Regions from separate parts of the Zea mays genome. Here region 1 is linked to region 2. The links are chromatin contacts, called in public Hi-C maps. All regions are on one chromosome and are shown on one strand. The core of a region is the stretch at or near the end of the contact, and the rest is flanking DNA. Distances in the headings are between cores, read along the strand shown. Region 1 holds the start of LOC100383793. Region 2 holds the start of LOC100381708.

Region 1 (4,202 bases), core at 1,539-4,038, 270 kb before region 2:
GCGGAGTGAGTATGTTTTACTAGTGTATTACTATTAATGTGAATATTTTTTTTTTGGATATGGACATTTTTATTGACATGAAAAGATGTTGTCAGGCTATCTGTTTTTTTAGTTCTTGTTGAGCCATGTAAATAGCTCTAGCAAATTCGCTGTCATCTATTCTTGATGATTGAAGTCGCCTGCCTTAGAATAACTCCATCATTCTTCCGCAGGTATGATTACTCTGGTTATGGGCAGTCATCAGGCAAGGTATTTATATGTCCCTTTCTGAAACTAATGCTCTTACCATGTCACCTTCAGTCGAGGGGTGCCTCACAACATTATTCTAAGCCTTTCTTGCTGTTCTGTTAAAAAAAACCCTTTCTTGTCCCGTTTCAAAAAAAAGCCTTTCTTGTTGTGAAAGAGGGCCTTGAAACTGATTTATGCTCCAGTGAGTTTGATTCAGGGGATTTTCTTGGGTGTAAATCAGTTCATTTTTTAGTAGCTGGCCCTTTTTAGGAATGATAGTGCTGAGTGCTGACACAACCTTTCTGTAAAATCCATCTTCAGCCAAGTGAAGCTAATACCTTTGCTGACATAGAGGCTGCATACAAGTGCCTCGTGGACGTCTATGGAACTAGGGAAGAAGACATTGTTCTGTATGGCCAGTCTGTTGGCAGCGGACCAACCCTTGATCTAGCTGTTCGTTTCGATGGCGTAAGAGCTGTGGTTCTGCACAGTCCGATACTGTCTGGATTGCGTGTCATGTATTCTGTGAAGAAAACGTACTGGTTTGACATATACAAGGTTTGCCTCTCTGACCGAAGTGTCAGCGTAAGTAATTAGCATCATCTCATATATGCTAACACTTGTTTGACTTGCAGAACATCGACAAAATCCCGCATGTTAAATGCCCGGTTTTGGTAATCCATGTAAGCTCTTCATACAGGATTATTCTTCTAATACTGGATTTAGATCATCAATAAACTGGACTGGAGCATTGTTTTCAGGGCACCAAAGATGACGTGGTGGACTGCTCCCATGGCAAGCGGCTCTACGAGCTGTGCCAGCACAAGTACGAACCCCTGTGGATCGAGGGAGGTGACCATGGCAACCTGGAGAAATTCCCAGTGTTCATTCGACATCTGAAGAAGTTCTTACTGTCCATAAAGAAGCTGCCATCTGAAAAAGACGCCGCGGCCGAGCACGAGCCACGGGCAGCTGAGAACAGAACGCAGCATGGCGGCGAAGCCATCTCCGAGGCTCCTCCTCGCATGATCTCGCGGAGGCTAGAGTCATCGAAGAAGAGCACGATCCATGAAGCAAAGCCTAGGCCGAGCAGCGAGCACACGGATAAGCGCAGGCGAAGCACGGGCCACAGGGAGAAGGCGAGGTCCAGCACAGACAGGAGAGAGAGATCGAGGAGAAGCGTCGACTGCTTCGACAGCATCCTCGAACACGAGCAGCCGGAAAAGCCAAGGAAAAGCTTCGACAGGTTTGTTCTGCACACCAGTTTCTGAGATGATGAAAAATCCAGCCCCGTCAATGATTCTTTTTCTCCTCTTTCATCAAGTTTAATTAAAATGTCGGAAATGTGATACAGATTTTGTTATTTCTTCTCATCATTCTTGTGCAGGATCGGAGAGAAGATTAGAGCAATGGGTTTGTGCAATGTCGACTGCTTCAAAGAGCCTCCTGATAGCACTGAGCTTTCCAGAGGTAGTTGAGTGGAAAAGGAATTCTGGTTGCTGTCAGAGTCAGTATTTTTCTTTTCCCTTGCTGCTTTAGATACAAAGAAAACTACAGCTGCGTGATGGCAATGTTAATCATAAGATGTTCACGAACAGAGCAAAGAGAAATATATGTCAGCTTCTGATTCTGTTACACATGTATATGTTATGTTGCTTGTAAACACACGTACACAGCGTTGTGGTCTGTCCGGACAGGGACTGCTGAACCTGTTATCAGCAAGAAAAATACTCCCTCCTTTCTAAAAAAACGTAACATTCGTCGAAATGTTAAATCTTATTAATGTTTATACATATAAATTTAGTAGCTAGTTGACCATGCTTTACTACGGTTGTTATATATTATATAAACAAGTATTGAAATATGTATTCAAATACATTATTGTTTATTTCTAAATAATAAGGTATGTGTGGTATCCTGATTAGTCCCAAGTTTCTGGATCAGGAAGGGTGTGGGTTTGAGTGCTCTGCACTATTTTTTACGCGGTGTGGTAGATACGGGCGGGGTCTGATGCTGCGCAGGCAGTGCACAGGCAGGAATCTAATTATATTAAATACGACAACGACTAATATGCAAGCAGCCATTAGGTACAATCGTGCAAGCAGGTCTCTTGGTCCGTTAGATCTAGATATTAGTACCTTTTTATATATGTACTTAAAAATATTCTAATGCCCTCAAAACTCAAAAGTGAGTGCATATTTTTTTTGGACGGGCTGTAGCTTTGAAGAAATTTCATGATTTGACACTCTAGCCCACATATAAAGGATTCATAGTATGTTATTGTGAAAGAGATGTCAAATTTTGAAAGACTTATAAATTGAATGTCAAATTTTAAAAGGCATGCGAATTGAACGTTAAACATCAAAATCTATCTCGCTACTATGAAAGAAAGAAGCCTGTTTGGGCCTATGAAACCAGAAGAAAGAGGCCCGGCTCACAATCACAGACTCACAGTGACTCAGTGACAGTAGTGTTCGGGCCCGATCGACTGCTCCTAGAAGCTTCGGCCGCGCCTCTATCTCATCTCCTTCCTCCTGTTGAGCCCGCCGGCCTCCCACAGCTTACTACGAAAACCCTAACCCCTTCCCTTATCCTCTGCTCCCTCTCCACGTTTCCACGAACGTTGGCGCGCAAGCTCGTGGTGTGAGCGGTCACTGTCTCCCATCCCATGGCTCCGGCGCTGAGCGGGACTCTGGGCGCGTCGTCGGTGGCGGCGCTGCGGCCCTGCGCGGGGAGGAGGGCGCCGTCCGCCGCGAGCTCGGTTGCGCCGCGCGGGAGCGGGGTGGTGAGGTGCTCCAGAGGGCTCAGGTGGGACGCCCACAGAAGCAGGGGGAGGTTGCTCAGGGTGAGGTGCGATGCGGCCGTCGTGGAGAAGCCCGCCGGGGAGGAGGCGGCTGGGGAGAAGTTCGAGTACCAGGCGGAGGTGAGACATGGCCACGATCCATATATATCTGTTATTTCAGATGGAACTTTTAATTTGGCACCGTCTTCCATTTGTAGTTAGTGTAGTTCAGCCGAAATGTTGCCAAAACTGTATGACCGAGTTTGATTGTGTGCCACCACTGGTTACTGATACATTTATCTTTGTTTCTGTTCTACCTTATAGGTGAGCCGCTTAATGGACTTGATCGTCCATAGTCTGTACAGTCATAAGGAGGTATTTCTCCGGGAGCTTGTTAGGTTAGTACCTCTTGCTGGAACCTGGAAATCTATGGCAATTCATTACATGCCATTACTCATGGATGCTACTTACCTGCTGCTCTACCAGCAATGCGAGTGATGCGCTGGATAAGCTGAGGTTCCTCGGCGTCACTGATTCTTCTTTGCTTGCTGATGGCGGCGAGCTAGAAATAAGAATTAAGCCTGACCTTGATGCTGGAACGATTACTATCACGTAAGTTCCTGTTTCTGACAGAACTATATGTTGGTGTTCTGTGAACAGACTCTAATGGCATGGTTTTCTGGTGGCTATTGGGGTTTCAACAGTGACACTGGTGTTGGTATGACTAAAGATGAGCTCAAGGACTGCCTTGGTACCATTGCTCAGAGTGGTACCTCAAAATTTCTGAAGGCCCTCAAGGTGCAGCTTCATACCTTCCTTGACAACTGTGCATACATCTATGAGTATGGCACATGGTTAGGGTTTAAATGATGTAGTGTCTATGTGATTGTCTCATTGTCTTTTTTCCCTAATGTGAAATGGGTTACTCTTCAGGAAAACAAAGACCTTGGGGCGGACAATGGTCTAATTGGTCAGTTTGGTGTTGGATTTTACTCAGCTTTTCTTGTTGCAGAGAAGGTTTGAGATATTTCTTGCATGATTTTGTTCTTAAATAATTTAACGTGGAATGAACTCTTACTTGTTTTGCATCGGCTTAGATCATTATTTAAGTTGACATTTTGTCAAATCTGCATTGCAGGTTGTGGTGTCCACCAAGAGCCCAAAATCAGATAAACAGTATGTGTGGGAAGCT
Region 2 (3,846 bases), core at 206-2,705:
GCTCTGCCTTTCAATTAAGATAGGAAAAGAGCGTAAGTACAGGTTAAAAATTACAGTGCACCCAGGGACACGAGGGAGCAGTGTTAAAAAAACATCCATTATTTTAGCTCTTTATTCGAAGTTCCAAACTAACAATGTATCCATTATTCAACTGCCCCATCACTCCCAACTAAAATGTGCAAGTTTAGCCCTTTGACAGTACTTGAGCAATTATTGCAGCGTTTACCTCGAAGATTGGATTTATAGCCACATGTCGTCAACTGATTGGCAAGCTTCTCACCCAGCTGCTCCTTCCAATCCTGAACAACACTATCCTCGGGCACTGCCCAGACGACTGCCATCTCAGTGGCAAGGTTAACAGTTGCTGACCGTACCTGGGGCTGAAAAATCCAAGCACATACAGAGTTACAAACACTACTAGAAACAGTAGAGAGCTAACAAGCACTTTGGCCAAAAGCTCTACATCTAAGGCATGCTGATCTAACTTAGCTTACCTCACTCTCCAGAATACGTTTCACGCTTGCTGCGCATCCACCACACGACATTCCCTGCAACGAAGCTAATCAAGTGGCTAATACAGCTACAGATTACAAGGTGGTCAGAAACTGTAGCATGTAAGGACAAACATGCATGCAAATGATAACTTATAGGGTTTTTTTTCCCAGAACAAACACTAGTTGGTTGGAGGTTCTAGTGATTGTCCCAGAAACGATGCTGTTTAGATGGGTTGTTGACACAAGAGATAATCCAGCAGGTTCTACCACCAGTAGCATTAGTGGTTTGTTTGCTGATTCATGATTGTATGAGAATGTTTGTTATGTTATGGCAATCCGAATTCTAAATATGAAAAAACTGTTACAAGTGGGTAAAGTAACAATCCGTGTAGCCAAGTATTCAAAAAGTTGTAAAAAGATCCTTCTATGCCACACATGATATGGTATTTTGTTTAAGAGCGGAAGGTGGTCAGTGTCTACTCGTCGTACTACAGCTACAGGAATAGCCATACCCCAACGTCAAGGACGATGACATCGGCTCCCTGCGCTGCCGCTTCCTCCACCACACCCGCTCCCTGGGAAGCGCGCGGGCGCTTCCAGCCGTCGCCACCACCACCGCCGTCACCATCACCGTTCCCCCGACCGCCTCCGCCGCGGGGCGGACCACCCGAGGCGAGAGGCGAGGCAGAAGAGACACTCGCGAACCACCGCCGAGGCGCCGCGGGGGGTCCGGGGCCGCGGAGCGCGAGCCGCGCGAGCGAGATGAGGAGGTCGCCCGGCACGGAGGACGAGGAGGGGGCAGACGCGCGGGCGGCGAAGAGGGAGCGGCGGCGGTGCGGGGCGAGGAGGAGGAAGGGCTTGGTGCGGGAGGAGGCGAAGGCCTTGGAGAGCGCAAGGACGGGCGTGGTCGGGTCCATCGTCGTGGAGGGGAAGGGAGGAGGCGGCTGGGCCTAGCTAGCGGTGGCGGCGGCTGTAGCGTGTAGCGGTCGGAGCATTGGCGTTGCTCGCGGCGGGGATGAGTTGCGTCCTAAGTCCTGACTGTTGCCGAGGTAGGCGGCGACGGCAGAGTGGTCTGGTGACTGACTGGTGTAGTGGTGCCGCCGTGGGCCGAGGGGGGGTGGATTGGGTTGGTGCGTGCACTGCAGTTCTGCTGCCCAACGGGAACGTCAGCTGTCGTAGCCAGTGCTGGGAACATGGGAAAGACTTTTCGATCTAGCACGAGCATGACTCGAAAATAAGAGCCTAAAATATGACCCGATATGAAATAATATGGTTTGAACTAGCATGATCCGAAGCCGGGTCTGAGCCAGACCTCAAATTTCAGCCCGTCGAGACCCCGGCACGACCCGCATAGATGGGTCGAGCTTAGTCTGACACGGCCCAATTAAGCCTAATATGTTTAATTTTTTTAATTTAGTAAGGTATCGACTTTATATTATTGTTATATTTGGAGTTTGTGTGGTTAAATGATGCTAGAATTGTTTAATATCTTTAATTTAGTAAGTTATAACTTTACATGGCTGTAATATTCTGATTTTATGTGGTCAAATATACGGGTCGGGCTTGGGTCGGCACCGGCACGATGAAGGCACGACGTGGTTTAGGACGGGCTGGACCACTTTTTTTACACTTCGGGCTGGCACGACACGACCCAAAAGTTTTTTGGACTTTTCTGGCCCAAACCCGTTTGGCACGAAGCACGATGGGCTTGGACCGGACTAGCCCAGCCCAATTCCCAGCCCTAGTCGTAGCGCTAAGTGCCACTGAACGTGTCTTATTTCAAACCATTTATTTAAAATTTCGATTTAAATAATAAAATGTACTGCTACCACCACCAAAAAATTGTATCGATAATGCTTACACGCACGCGGGCATCCGATCTCAACATGTTGATTTGAAAAAGAATTTGTGGTTAGAATAAGCAATATCGATATGTTCGCCAAACTGGTGTGAAAGAATGGCATGCGCAAGTCAAAGGAGCCTGGTATTAAGGTTACAAGACAGAGGAAGAATGCCCTGTTCACTGCAAGTACATCAAGTTTATTGCACAACCAAGGATATCATTATCATTGTTCAGATCATCGTTATTATCTTAATTTTATTGCACAAGCTTTGTGTAATTCTTTGCTATAATATTGAGCCCATGAGAGTATGAGACTAGCTGTGGTATGAGTCAGGAGCGGAAGCGGAAACAGTTGAGAGCCCGTTCGGTTATACTGGAATAAGCCAGGATTCATTCCAGCTCATCAAAATTTATATAAATTAGAGAAGTAATCTGACTAGAAATTAATCCGGTGCTCCAATCCGGAACAACCGAACAGGGCCTGAGGGTATTTTCCAACCATATTTGACCATATTTGATCGAGATAATCCCGTTTATATCCCGTAGTCAGGAGAATATATTGTAGCTTCATCACTTGATATATGAAAGATAATTTAGCACATATTGATGGAGAAATTCAACTCAAAAGAACCTCCTGCGAGCTCCTAGGCCCACCATCGCCCACGACAGTTTACAGCTGAGGGCTGAGAAGACCGGCCGGCTGGTTCTAAGAAAATATGGTAACCGAAATGAAAGAGGGAGTTTTTTTCTACTGTTCCCGTTCGTTTTCATTCCCTAAACCAAACAGTTCCATTTATCAGAAACAGAGGGTTTAGGGGGTTCCATTTTTTCTAGCTCATACATGCAACCAAACTTGTGCTCTGCTCAGTCCTGTATATGCATTTGGCCTATCCCAGCTCAGCCTGGTTGTAACTGCCAGGCTCTCTTGGCCTCTGTTTGGATTTCCTTTCTTCTTACCTTGTAAGGTTGAAACAGGCGGAAACGAACGTATAGCCTCTTGGCATTTTACGTCCAAGAATCAAGAGCCACGCTTACCTAGAAATGTACTTCAGCTTGACTAACAGAACCTCATCAGGAAAGGATAGACAAAGGCTGCCCAGTGTTAGGGAAATATTACAGCAAGAGCTAGGCGCCTAATCCACCTGAGCTAACAAATAATTTACACAACCAACAAGACACTGGACTGGAGTCATTTTAAGTTCAGTACCAATAATGAAGTCAACTCCCCATCGAAGCTAGAGCTCAAAATAACCTGAGATATAGCTCCGACAAACATGCCAGCTTAACTGGTGGATTCAAGAAAAAAAAAGATGGCCTGAATTCATCATGGTCTCCCATTGCTATCTTTGACAAGTAGTAGAGAAACCCAACTTCTCTCATTGCATACCCTAGTACCAACTAAATACATTCCAGCTCCCAGCTACCCTTGACAGTCCACTGAACTTGGAGGCGGGACCACTTCTGCTTGTGCGGACAATTTTCTGTCCTCAACAGTCGCCAGACATGGTG

Evidence for each region. Hi-C and Micro-C count contacts between places; a contact is called where the count stands out from the background.
Region 1: a contact with region 2 is called in a Hi-C map of leaf, with 6 times the contacts expected there. The contact joins the promoter of LOC100383793 here to the promoter of LOC100381708 in region 2. A contact is called at or near these places in 3 of 25 Hi-C or Micro-C datasets (ear and leaf).

The regions. Positions count from the first base shown.
Region 1 is chr4:203,487,708-203,491,909 of Zm-B73-REFERENCE-NAM-5.0, reverse strand. LOC100383793 reads left to right here and starts at 2,788. Exons shown (of 19, transcript NM_001318377.1): 1 at 2,788-3,151; 2 at 3,335-3,408; 3 at 3,497-3,622; 4 at 3,715-3,808; 5 at 3,944-4,027; 6 at 4,149-4,202. The coding sequence starts at 2,897. LOC100284035 reads left to right here. Exons shown (of 6, transcript NM_001156933.2): 2 at 213-249; 3 at 550-786; 4 at 864-911; 5 at 990-1,474; 6 at 1,616-1,913. The coding sequence ends at 1,706.
Region 2 is chr4:203,221,000-203,224,845 of Zm-B73-REFERENCE-NAM-5.0, reverse strand. LOC100381708 reads right to left here and starts at 1,455. Exons shown (of 17, transcript NM_001361524.1): 1 at 1,007-1,455; 2 at 495-548; 3 at 227-380. The coding sequence starts at 1,411. LOC103654458 reads right to left here. Exons shown (of 4, transcript XM_008681289.2): 4 at 3,369-3,846.